Linked DNA regions of Mus musculus: all the other regions are linked to region 2. The links are chromatin contacts, called in public promoter capture Hi-C maps. All regions are on one chromosome and are shown on one strand. The core of a region is the stretch at or near the end of the contact, and the rest is flanking DNA. Distances in the headings are between cores, read along the strand shown. Region 1 has its middle 32 kb from the start of S1pr1. Region 2 holds the start of Rnpc3 (RNA-binding region (RNP1, RRM) containing 3). Region 3 holds the start of S1pr1 (sphingosine-1-phosphate receptor 1).

Region 1 (3,946 bases), core at 261-2,760, 2.1 Mb after region 2:
TTCTAGGTCCCACAAAGCTCCAGTCTAACAGAAGGCCACATGTTACTTGGTCTCTGGGGATCAACTCAAACCACATGTTCCTTAAACTGTCAAGGTATTTCCTGCCCTCAGGGTCAGGGCTTACACATTAAAACAATTCCCTTGTTGCCATCTCAAGCTGAGACCAAAAAAAAATGGAGCCTATGGGTCTCATTTGGCTAGTCATTGAATGTAAGCATCCCTGAAAGGGCTGTCTGAGTACACTAACCCAGGATCCTGGAAGCCATGATCATTAGTTCTTTGTTCCTGAAGTGGTATCTGGATGTTGTTACTGTGTCAAGCACTGTAATGTCCCTGGAGAAAATGTCTAGAAGGGAGAAAGAAGCAAGACTGGGCAGAGGGAGAAGGTGGATTATGGTGGTGGTATCACAGAGATGCCAGCCAGTCCTACATGGATCTTTGGCACCAGCATGGCCTCTCAGAATTGTCCTGAACTATCAAATCCTGAGTCTTCTTTCTACCAGCATTAGATGCAGGCTGCTCTTGGTGAAGAAATGTGATATAGGAGGAGAATGGGCTGGGGTTGATGGTACCTTCCCAATATCCCAGCTCTCAGGCTGAGGTGGAAGCATTGCGAGTTTGAGGTTGATCTTGGCTACCTAGTGATGACCTGTCTTTCAGAAAACAAAAGCTGGGGATGTCACTCAGTGTCAGAGTGTTTGCCTAGCATGTGAGAGGCCCTAGGTTCCATTCTCAGTACTAGAAACAAAATAAAACAAAACAAAAACAAACAAACAACAAAAAAAGCAAGCTAACGAAATGGGAAAAGAGAAAAGAAATGAAGTGGGAGAGGGAGATAGGGAGGAAAAGGGAAGAGAAGAGGCGAAAGAGAGGGTAGGAAAAGAAGGAAAGAAGAAGCAGGAAGGAGAGGAAGGAAAGGAAAGGAAAGGAAAGGAAAGGAAAGGAAAGGAAAGGAAAGGAAAGGAAAGGAAAGGAAAGGAAAGGAAAGGAAAGGAAAGGAAAGGAAGGAAAAGAAGAAAAGAGAGGGAAGAAAGGAAGAGTCGCTGTAAGCTGCGAATGATGAACCCCTCCAGCAGTTGGGAGATGCACACCTCATACTGAAAAGAACGTCTGGGTGATATGCGGGGTCACCACCAGGAGCATTCAGCTCATAGATGGTAATTCAAAGCATGGATATGAATGTGATTACTAAGAAGAAAATGCAGACAGTAGGGAAAAGAGGAAGTAGGGTGCCAGGGGGTGCATGCTTGTAGTCTCAGTTAGTTGAGAGCCTGCGACTCTCATGTGAGCCTAAGAGTTTGAGGCCAGACTGAGGGCCAAAAAAGGTCCCACTTCAGAAGAGAAGTGGTGCCTAGAGTTTAGAAGAGTTTAGAAGAGAAGTGGTGCCTAGAGTTTAGTAAGCGGCTGTTTGTAGCATTGCAGATCTATTTCCACCCCAAACCATCAGGGCACCAACCCGGTTCTCATCTCGTCTCATACACAGGAAGAGACAAGGTGGGGCTCTGCCAAGCTGACAACCACCGCTTGGCACAGTTGTTGTGGCTCCTCGCTGTCTTTTTCTTCCATTGACAGTCACGTGTGTCAGCCTTCAAACTGGTAAACAGGGGATGGGGCAAAAGGTCAAAGGGGGTCAGATCTCGATCTGAGCGCACTGGTGTGCGTGATCAGCTGTGTTTCCTCATTATAATCAGGAAATCCTGTCTCCCTTCAGTGGAGGCACATCTGGAGAGTCAGCAAGGGTGGGGAAGGGCAGGGGGGGAGGGAGGAAAAGGGGAAGAGGGTGGGGTCAGGTAGCAAGGAAGGGAGAGGCTCATCTCTCCTTTCTGGGCTCAAAATAAGCCTTCATTTCTTTAGTTCTTATACATGTACCTCTGCTCTCTGCTACACTTCTTTCCCCATTAGCCTCTGCTGTCTTTATAATTTCATTACTAGCTAAAGGGAATTTCACTGCATTTAAAGAGGAGGTAAGTGTACATGCTGAGCTGTAGGAGGCTGTCTCAAAAAAAAACGTTAAAAACTTAAAGTAATACTTTAAAGTATGAATACGTTTGTGTGCATGTCTGTATAATGTACATGTGCATTCAGATATGGTGGTGCACTGTTACAATCTCAGCAATTGAGAGGCCGAAGGAGGGAGATCATGAGTTGCAGACCAGCTTAGGCAACATGGGAAGAACCTGTCTCAAAGAAAGGGATGTGACTCAGTTGATATTCTACTTGCCTGACCTGTTTTATGCCTTGAGTCCAGTTCCGAATAGTTTATAAACCAGCAAGGTAAAAGCAGGGAGATCAGAAGTTCAAGGCTATCCTCAACTACATAGGCTATTTGGGGTTAGCCTGAAATACAAGAAACTGGCTTAAGAGAAACAGACATACAGTAACAACTACCCTAACTTTTAAATGGCCAACTTTTGCAAAGAGTTTATTGCATGTCGTTTATAATGTGAGCTCTGGTGTTGAAAATAAAGATTGAGTTGTTAATTTTAGATTTATTTATTTATTTATTTATTATATGTAACTACACTGTAGTTATCTTCAGACACACACTAGAAAAGTGCATCAAATCCCATTATAGATGCTTGTGAGCCACCATGTGGTTGCTGGGATTTGAACTCAGGACCACTGGAAGAACAGTCAGTTCTCTTAACTACTGAGCCATCTCTCTAGCCCCGAGTTGTTAATTTTAAATTGTAGCAGTAATTGGGTTTTTATTGCCTCTACCTCCAGAGTGCTAAGAATTAGGTGTTTGACAACCAAGCCTAGCTTATGTGGAGGTAAGAATTGAATTCAGAATTTTGTAGATACCAGGTGTGATGGTTTGTATATTCTTGGACCAGGGAGTGGCACCATTTGGAGGTGTGGCCTTGTTCGAATAGGTGTGTCCTGGTTGGAATAGGTGTGTCACTGTGGGTGTGGGCTTAAGACCCTCACCCTAGTTGCCTGGAAAGTCAGTCTTCTACTAGCAGCCTTTGGATGAAGATGTAAAACTCTCAGCTCTGCCTGCGACATGCCTGCCTGGATACTGCCATGCTCCCACCTTGATGATAATGGACTGAACCTCTGAACCTGTAAGCCAGCCCCAAGTAAATGTTGTTTTTTATAAGACTTGCCTTGGTCATGGTGTCTGTTCACAGCAGTAAAACCCTAACTAAGACACCAGGTAAGCCGTCTAATGGCTGAGCTGTATCCCTGACCTGCTTGCTTCTCTTCTTGTTTGAGACAGGAGATCAGGCTGGCCTGAAACATGCCTGGATCCTCCTGTCTCTGGCTCCTGAGTGCAGGGATTACAGGCATATGTCACCACATGCAGCAGCTGCTTGTTCTATACGCCTTATTTTTCAAACGTTTATTTATTACTCTAATGTGTGTGCAATGCATATATGCCAGTTCCTGCAAGAGTGCACATGCGGAGGGCCAGGGACAATTTGTAGGACTCAATTCTTTCTCCTTCTACCCATCCACGGGTTCCGGGAGTTGAACTTAGAACATCAGGTAGGTGTGCTAAGTGCCTTCACCCACTTAGCAAGCTCTCTGGCTCTATATACCCTGTATATTTTATGAACAAAAATGTAAAGTTGTCTTTTTTTTTTTTTTTTAGAATCAAAACCAGGTTTCTGGTAAGGTCTTCTTCTCTCCTCTTCCTCCTCACTTGTAGCCTGTGACCTGGATCAGACATGGAGTCTGCCAGTTTCTGTTACCCTGCTCTTGCCTGACTAGGAGAATTTTCTGTGCCATTTGCAACACTCACTACTACTTTCTACTGAACTTCAAATGTCCTAGAGACCTTGGTCATTTCTAGGACTCCTTGTATGTCAACAGCATGTTTCATGAGTTTGGCACTATGTATCAGTGTAATCTAATTTCTGTTGTCTGTAAGAAGGGTCTCTCTGGCTCTTCACAACCTGCCACTGCATCAGCAACTGGAACTTTGACCATAAGCTTTCTC
Region 2 (4,267 bases), core at 938-3,437:
GTTTTCATGTCAAAATTCAATGAATCAGAGGCCTAGTTCAAAAGGGATAGCTTTTACAAATGATTCCTTGGGTTTATACCTTTTAATACTTGTAAAGTTTTTGAACCATAAACACTAGATATGTTTATCTAATATGCTTTATAATTTTTTTTAAATTATACTAGAATCCTTCTCTTACTTAATAATCTACGGTTCTCAAGTCTCAGTATCTAAGCACTGGAGAAGCTCTGATATCTGTCAAGCCAATTGTGACCTTTTGGGAAAACTCTTGGGACACAAATGATTTTGCTTTTAAAAAGGACAGTTTATTATTACTTGTCACTTTTGTCCTAAGATTGGATAAGAAATCTCTGAAAACTTTAACAATAAAGAAAAAGACATACCTTTATTGCTGCTTTTTCATTAGGGAAAGTAGCAAATGCTGTGTGTTTCTGAAATAAAATTAAGGCACATATTATTTCCAGTGTTTCAAAAGTCTAATAAAAAGTAACATTTTAAAAACATGCAATATATTAATGAAAGTATCGGAAAGGATGGAAATTTTAGACTATTTAACTGATCACTAGTTTCAGTCTAGAGGTTCCGAATCTTCTAGGGTCAGACTTCTTGGACTTGCACGCTCTTCAGCTTTGCCTCTCAACATAAATGAATAAGGACAAACACAATATATTTTATAATAGCAAAGAGTTCAACAGACCACAATTTTTAAAAAAACTCTCTACTCCTGGGGACCAGAGAGATGGGACAGTGGTAAAAGTCAGTAGGGCTCTTACCAAGGGCATCATTGGGAAGATGTCCCAATGTCCATGTTCAGCAACTTCATAACCACCTGTACTCCTACAAACCCCCAAAATATACACAAATGTACAACATAATTAAAAGTATAATAAATCTTAAAGCATCTCCTCTTTCCAAAAAAGATCACTCTTAAAACATTTAGGGCTGGTGAGATGGCTCAGCGGGTGAGAGAACTGACTGCTCTTCCAGAGGTCCTGAGTTCAAATCCCAGCAACCACAAGTTGGCTCACAACCACCCATAATGAGATCTGAAGATAGCCACACTGTACTTACATATAATAAATAAATAAAACCTTAAAAAAAAAAAAAACCCTCAGCATAGCCTTTCTAGACTGTGAGTTTCATGTCCACACAAAAGTGATGCATGGAGAAGCTTGATTCATTATTAAAATGAAAAATTTATACATATGGAATACCCTTTTTCATCTCACTCAAAAGTCTTTTCAGTCTATACAAGATAAAATTTAAAATCATTTACTAACAGTGAAATCACCCCTCAAGGTGCATTGTCTCTTTTTGCTTTGTTTCTATAATTTCAGTAATAAGTCTAATTTTCTCATTTGAATTCTATTTTGAATACCATCCTGAAAAAGGTGAACAAATTATATTACTGGTAAGTTTGAGTTGTTTATTAGAACTCTGAATTTGTCCAATCTGATTCAAGGAGAGCCTACTGTATTTAGATTGAATTAAGGGATATTTGTATTTGCATTTTGTTAATCTATTAAGTCTATTACACTCAAATTTTTGCTATTATGTATATCCTGCTCTACAACCCAGGATTTAAAAGCAATTTTTTAAAATAAAAATACAAAACCAAAAACCTTGCATACGACTATGAGAATCTAACAGAAACAGTATTTTCAAGTCTAGGCTAGTTTTGAATTCGACCGGGCGGGTGCGCTCGCCGGTAGAAACCTCTACACAGTCCCTGCGTGGCTCAGCCTTAATCTAACTGGCTCAAGGTTCAATTCCATGCTCGCCTCTCTGGTAGGCAAGCTGCGCAGGCGCAGACCGCGAGCCTAGTCCTGTTTCTCCCGGTCCTAGCGGCCCGGCTCCGCCCCGCCCCGCCCCGCCCCGCCCCGCCCGCTGCGCACGCTTACCAGGCGCCCCTTATCTGACAGGACGCGCACCGACTGCGCCCCGAAGTACTTCAGTAAGTCCTCCTTCTCCTCAGCCGTCAGCTCGGCCGGCAGGTGCCTGACGAGGAGGGTGCGGTCTCCCCGGGGCGGAGAAAGCGAAGCGGAGCCTGGGCCGCCTCGGGACAGCGGCATCGGCGGCTCAGGCCCCGCCATCTAGCTTCCCTGCAGAAGCGGCCAGAGACGGAACCTCCGCGCAAGCTTCCGGCCGAACTCCCGCAGTCACCGAGGCTGAGCGGAAGATAGTTTCCGCTTCGCGCTAAGGATTCTGGACGCAGGGAAATCCCGCGAGAGGAGAACTCCTCGCGAGAATGGCCTCCGGGAGAGTCGCTCTTCTCTTTTCGGGACTGTTGCGGGGGAGAGCGCCTAGGAGTCGTGCTTTAAGTTTAATGAGAGGTTGTAATAAAATAAAGACTGAAAGAGACGCCACTGTTAGAAGGACAGCAATCTCATCGAAGAACGTCAGTCATGCAAAAGAAAAATACTGTAATCCCAGGGATCAAGTACTGAAGGAACCGTGCAAGGGCTGTTGCTCCCTGGGCTCTTAATCCAGATTTTTCAGAAAGTGAATCTGGCTGGTGAATGGAGAACGCTCGGGAAATGTCAAGTGTGTTCCTAGCATTTAGGACTGGTGAAACACAAGTCTCCAGCCTCAGATTCAACAGTGCAGGCGAGAGAGCACGCCGTTATCAGTCGGCAAATACAGGCTGAAAGTTCTCGCCACGGTTTGTTTATTAAACAAAATTGGCTTCTTCCATGAGTAAATACCTAAAAATGTGTTAGCGTACGTATTCATGGATGTAAGTTCTCTTCTCACCACCTCACGACTGAGAGTACTGACGTAGATTAAGACTCATTGCTAACCAATAGGTGAGATCTGAGCCCTTGCACCCAAGTTGGAGTCTACACTGTTGTGACTAAGATTCGGCCCTGGTGGTCTAAAGTAATATCCCTTACAGATTAATCAAGATGTGTATGCTCACTCCGTAGTCCTAGGGTGTCTTTTACTTCTAATTTGCTTGATGGATATGAGCCAGTTAGTACACAGTACTTCAAAGATCCGCTTTGAGGAAGCATTGCATGGGGAGATAAATTACCAAAATATTGAGTGACTAGAGACAGATCTTGTGAACCTTAGAGGTTTGTTAGGAACCTTGCTCATGGGAACAGAAGCCGACAGACTTAAGAGTGTGTGGAAGGAATAGTTAAATTTTACGTTTAAAAATCTCTTTGATTTCACTATGAGTAATATAGCAGAAACCGGGCATGGTGGCACACACCTTTCATTCTAAGTTCCCAAGAGGCAGAGACAGATGCATCTCAAGTGATTTTGAGGCCAGCGTGGGTGACACTGAGTTCCAGGACAACCAGAGCTATGTAAAGACACAAAGGAAAGGAAGAAAGAAAAGAAAAAGTGGGGAGCACTCAGAGGAAATCTAGTTCCGTTTCACATCAAATTATTAGTTCACAAGTGTGAGGCTATAAAACAATATGCCTCCCCTCCACACACCAGTACAGTATTTATGGGAGCAAATATCTATCATAAGCTCTTAAGAAAGTGCATCAGTTTTTGTGCCTTGGTCAATAAGTTTATTGTCTTTATTTAAAAAAAAAAAAGCTTAATAGAAACTTGCTTTAGCTCTCAGCAGCTCATTTCTGAGCTGTGAGGAAGTGTGCCCTTCTTCTGAGCAACCCAATATTTCTTCTGCAACATTTTGACCCATGATGTGCTTCTGATGTACATCTGCATTGAAATCCTTGCTTTCAAAATAAAAACCAGGGAATTGTTTAGGTCTATGAGGGATAGACAAGCCTCCATTCACATCTCCCTTCAGGGTACCACTGTAATTTGGGCAAGACCTGCATCCAAATACCAAGTGCAGGTGCCAAGCATTGATAGTCTTATCAATGCTTTCCACATTGTATTCATCTTTAGTCACCTCCACCTGACCTTCATAGATCTTGTACATTCCAAACCTATTGCAAAGCCTGTGGGCCAGCAGCAGGCCAGTATACTAGGCTACAGCATAATTGGTGAGGCCAACTTTCACCTGTATTTTGACAGTTCATATACATATGCTGTGCAGCCTATCATATCCTCCTTTTACAGGTATATACAATCGAGTAGTGGCATGAACTACTATCTTATATTTGAGCAGCTTAATTTTGCCATTTATCAGCAATCATTTATGAGCATGGTAGTCATTTTTACCTTCTGGTAGCCTTCTAAATCTCACTTGGTATCTCTAAAGTAGGCTTTATTCTTGACAACTTTGGTAAACCTCATTCTGTGGAACAGAAATCCAAAACCACAGATCTGCAGACCTGGA
Region 3 (4,164 bases), core at 327-2,826, 2.1 Mb after region 2:
GCGAAAATCGACTGCTTGCTCACAGAAGGCACCAACTGCCCATTCTGGGTGCAGGGCAGACATGCATACCCCAACACACACACACACACACACACACACACACACCTCGAAGAGACCAGCCCACCTTCTCATTACCATGCCAAAAAAAAAGTAGCTTTGTAGGAGGTCATTTGACAAGTAAGCCGTTTTCTGGGCTCTATTAATAACTCCCTAGGAGCAGGTGTGCTGAGGGTCCGATGGTCAGAGGGTAAAGCGAGGTGTGGTGTGGGCCGCCAGGCCTTGAAGTAAACAGGAAAGCTTGGCGCCTCCGTGAAGCAACTGCCTATTCTTCTTTTTAAAACTTCTGTCTTTACTCCTCCGCCTCACCCAACCGCCCCACAAGTTCATTTATTACGTTTAAAGGTATTCACGGAGAACCCCTCCTAAGAGATTGCAGCAAATCCTAGACGTTTCTCCATGAACTGATTGCTTAAGAAAGTTTTAACTTTAGCCAACGCTTACTTGCACACACACACACACGAAAGTCACCCTGCTAGCGATAACGAAGCACGCCACTTTGTTTTAACTTCAGGTACATTAATTTCCAGAAACACATACTGCTAAGTTTGCATGGGCACTTTTAACTTCCTCCGCTCCCCACACCCCCAACATTGCCTCCTCTCAACAGAACTAGCAATCCCTAAAGGGCACACAGCACTACTTAAGTTGGACACACAGCACTAAATAAGTACTCTAAAGTCTGCACAGTAATTGATCAACTCTATAACAAATGAGGGGGGAGGGGACCCTAGAGACATTGTAGTCATTTCTGTGACAAAAGCTTACGAAACTCAACATTTCTCCACTCTTATCGCTACAGTCCATTCTCAGGCAATGGAAATTATTGGCGTGGTGCCTGATAATTTTGTCTACAGGATTTCAAAAAAAAAAAAATAATAATAATAAGCGTCTTCCCTTTTCTCCGTTCTAATGAATCACAGCTTCTCTAGCATGCCCTCCCCCAGTCGTTTCTATAATTTGGAAATTAATCTTTTTTTTTTTCTAACTTCATAAACTCCGTGCCCCAAGAAGAAGTCAGTCAAGAAGGACTCCATAGCATCTTGGTGATGCCCGGGTTCGTTTTGCTTTGTTTTTTCTCAAAGTTTTTGTTTGTTTCGTTTGTGTTTAAAGGTTCGTTCTTGACACCTGGACGCCCCATAGCCGGAGCCTGCGAGGCTCACAACCCCCTACCTCGCTCAAGCCGGACGAAGCTGCGTCCGCAGGACTCTGGGTCTACACCGCGCGATCCGCATCTTGCTGCTGTCGGCGACTGACGGCGACCAGCTCACTCGCAAAGTTCCCTGAGCTGGGGTCCCCTCCCTCCTCAGCGGTGCACTCCAATGGCCAGCCCTGCCTGCGCTGCCCGCACCACTTTTGCAAGACGAAGTCTCTGAGCGCCCCGCCGAGGCTGGGTGGCTCCTCTAGGAAGGGACTGGGAGGGGTTAATGCTTTTAACTCCTCCGCCCTCTGCCAGCGGCAGGGGGCCCCTCAGGGTCTGGGCTGCTAAGAAGCAGCCTCCCAGAAAGATCTGGGGCAGAGTGACTAAAATAAAACCAAATGAATAGGAGCCCCTCCGCCCCAACCAGCAGAGAGAAGGGAAGAGAAGGGGCGGAGCCTGGCAGCTCCTAAATTCTAATTCACACAGCTTCCCGCAGTCCCCAGCGCGGGACGGACTCTGAAACTAGGCATGGGGATCCCTGGGAAAACTTTTCTTCGTTAAAAATCTTAGAGGACAGAGGACAAGCCTGCACTTGGTAGAGGAGCTTTCTGGTCCCAGACCCCACAGCCCTGAGGATCCGTGTAGCCCGAGTGGTCCGGTGCCCTGGGGGCCACTTCCACGCGGTCAGGGGAAACCCGAGCCACTGCCCGGAGAGCCGCAGCCACGCCGCAGAGAGGGGATCCTGAGAAGGTCGGAGGAGAGCAGCCCCGAAGTACTGAAAAGCTTCTGTCCTCCACCTCCTCTTCCTCCACCCCCTCCACTCCGATCCTGGTGAAGCCTTGAAACTTGCGGTCTGGTGGGCAGAAAGTGGCTTTCCCCGGGTGCACGGTGAAGTGGGCCAGTGCTGTGCTTGATGTTGGACCGGGGGTTCCCCTCTCTCAGCTGACCGCAAAGCCAGGCGGTGTGCCCCAGATTCTGGGAAGCTCAGAGGCCTTTGAGGAGGTGGGCTGCTGCCCTGGCCTCAGAGATTTAAACAATCCAGCAGCAGTTCAGGAATGTCCACAGGGGAAAGAGGTTGCCTGTCCTTTCACTGGCCAGTGCCTACAGCCCCCTGCCTAAAGCTGGACCCCTCTTCTCTCCCTGTCTACGTAGAGATAACTAAGAGATCCCCAAATCTAAGGAATTGCACCTTGTCCACATTTTTCTACTGTTAGATAATGCTAGATTGAGGCTGAAGAGGCCTTGGTCAGATTTGTCTGAGTAGCAGATGGAGGCCTTTATGCCTTGTCTGTCTGTCCTTCTGTTAAAAAGTGGTTCCACCCAAGTCCCCTGTTCTCACTGCCTTCCCACCCTGAGCAGATGTGATCACAAAACTTCCTCTGCTGTGCAGTTTCAATTAACAGACACACCCTGTACCTGAATGACTCAAGAGAGACAGAAGAAACAAACAACAGACCCCTACCTTCTGGGATTTTATGAGCTTGCAAAAAAAAAAAAAAAGTAGCTGTTAATTCATATTTGCCTAGAAGCACTCATTGACAGTTTCCTACCTTACCTACCCACAAACTACAGATCTTGCAAAACAATATGGAAACCAAGATAACAGCCGTCCAGTCTCCTCCAGAAAAGACAGAGTTTGAGACTGGTTTCATTTGAAAGAGGAGATAACTTCTGTCTATCGCAGTGCTGCAGAGGCAAGGAGTTAGCTTCCCCTTCTCCCACTAACAATTTATGAGGTCTTTAAAGGGGAACTGTGCACTTTGTTGTCCCAAGATGTGATGGCCACTGTCCCATGAAGCAATGGAGTAGCATGGGCCGTTCTACCCATGAGCAATCCCTCAGCCCTGAGAGACCTGTAGATTGTCCAGGTAGTATGTGGCAGAGATGGGTCACCAAATTTAAGTTGTCTTGCCTGTCTGCTCAAATGCTGTCAATCAGCTTAGAACTTCACATTCCTTTCCTGAACAGAGGAGACTTCTGCACTTGGACTCCTTACATTTGTACTTCTGATTGTACTTGTCTTTACATGTGCATAAAACTATTACTAATGTATACAGTGTGTTCTTTTGTGGGAGGAGAGTGAAGCTCTCAAGCTTGGGTTATTCCACTTAGCTATGCATCCATATCATTGATATACACAAATAGCCAGGCACAATGGTGCATGTCTGTAATCTAGGAATTTGTAGAGGCAGGAAGATCAGAAGTTCAAGGTTATCCTCAGCTATATAGTGAATTGGAGACCACCTTGAGATACTTGAGACTGTATATCTCTCTCACACACACACAGCAAAGGCTTGGGTATATTGCAGAGGTAGACTGTTTTCTTAGTAAGTGCAATACCTTGGATTCAGTTCCCAATACTGTGAAAAGAAAAAGATAGGCTACGCATAGTGACAAATGCCTTTAATTCCAACATTCCAGAGGCAAGTGTGGGGTAGATTTCTGTAAGTCTGAAGCCAGACTTGTCTATATAGTTAGATCCAGGCTAGCCAGGGCTATATAGTGAGACCTTGTCTCAAACAAAAAGAAAGAAGGGAAAAAAAATACTGAAAAATACTGACACTGTATAGTCAGGTTTCTTTGAAGGAACAGAACTAATGGTGGTCTGGCTGGCTAGTCCAACAATGGCTATGTCCTGACAGAAAAGCCAAGCATCCAGTAGCCAATCGGTTCATCAACCCCAGTCTGGTTCTGGAGTCCTAGAGAACTGCTGCTCATCAGCCTCCATCGAAGTCTTGAAGAGGTAGGTCCTAGGAGTGGGGAAGGGATGCCTCCGCAGCAGAGCAGATGAACTTGTCAGCTAGAGTGAAGGTGAGCAGGCAAAAAGCAAAAGCTTCCTTCTTCCATGTCGGTTTAGGGGGGCTGCCACCAAAGGGTATGCCCTAAATTTGGGGTGGGTCTTCTCACTTCAAATGATCCTGTCAAGAAAACCCCTCTCAGGCATGCCTAGCTGCTTGGGTTTTAGC

What was found. Promoter capture Hi-C pulls out the DNA fragments that hold promoters and counts their contacts.
Region 1: a promoter capture Hi-C map of pre-B cells shows a contact between it and region 2, with 4 times the contacts expected there. The contact joins the enhancer-like site here to the promoter of Rnpc3 in region 2. A contact is called at or near these places in 7 of 39 promoter capture datasets (the 3T3-L1 cell line, the C10 cell line, cranial neural crest and 4 more), 2 of 115 datasets of contacts at active chromatin or transcription factors (embryonic stem cells and stem cell-derived neural progenitor cells) and 1 of 9 other capture datasets (embryonic stem cells).
Region 3: a promoter capture Hi-C map of hippocampal neurons shows a contact between it and region 2, with 7 times the contacts expected there. The contact joins the promoter of S1pr1 here to the promoter of Rnpc3 in region 2. A contact is called at or near these places in 11 of 39 promoter capture datasets (the 3T3-L1 cell line, the C10 cell line, the HPC-7 cell line and 9 more), 1 of 484 Hi-C or Micro-C datasets (uterus), 6 of 115 datasets of contacts at active chromatin or transcription factors (astrocytes, bone marrow-derived dendritic cells, embryonic forebrain and 3 more) and 1 of 9 other capture datasets (embryonic stem cells).

What each region holds. Positions count from the first base shown.
Region 1 is chr3:115,681,306-115,685,251 of GRCm38.p6, forward strand. No RefSeq gene overlaps it. Among named protein-coding and RNA genes, the nearest start is that of S1pr1, 32 kb to the right of the region's middle. Within about 2 kb of position 1,511, at least 115 of the 459 cell types and tissues checked have an H3K27ac peak or open chromatin away from gene starts, as enhancers often do. A contact at or near this core is called in pre-B cells, where this site is marked.
Region 2 is chr3:113,627,962-113,632,228 of GRCm38.p6, forward strand. It overlaps Rnpc3 (RNA-binding region (RNP1, RRM) containing 3), which reads right to left and starts at 2,188. Exons shown (of 15, transcript NM_001038696.1): 1 at 1,902-2,188; 2 at 384-431. The coding sequence starts at 2,093. It also overlaps the pseudogene Gm17954.
Region 3 is chr3:115,713,479-115,717,642 of GRCm38.p6, forward strand. S1pr1 (sphingosine-1-phosphate receptor 1) reads right to left here and starts at 1,577. Exons shown (of 2, transcript NM_007901.5): 1 at 1,231-1,577.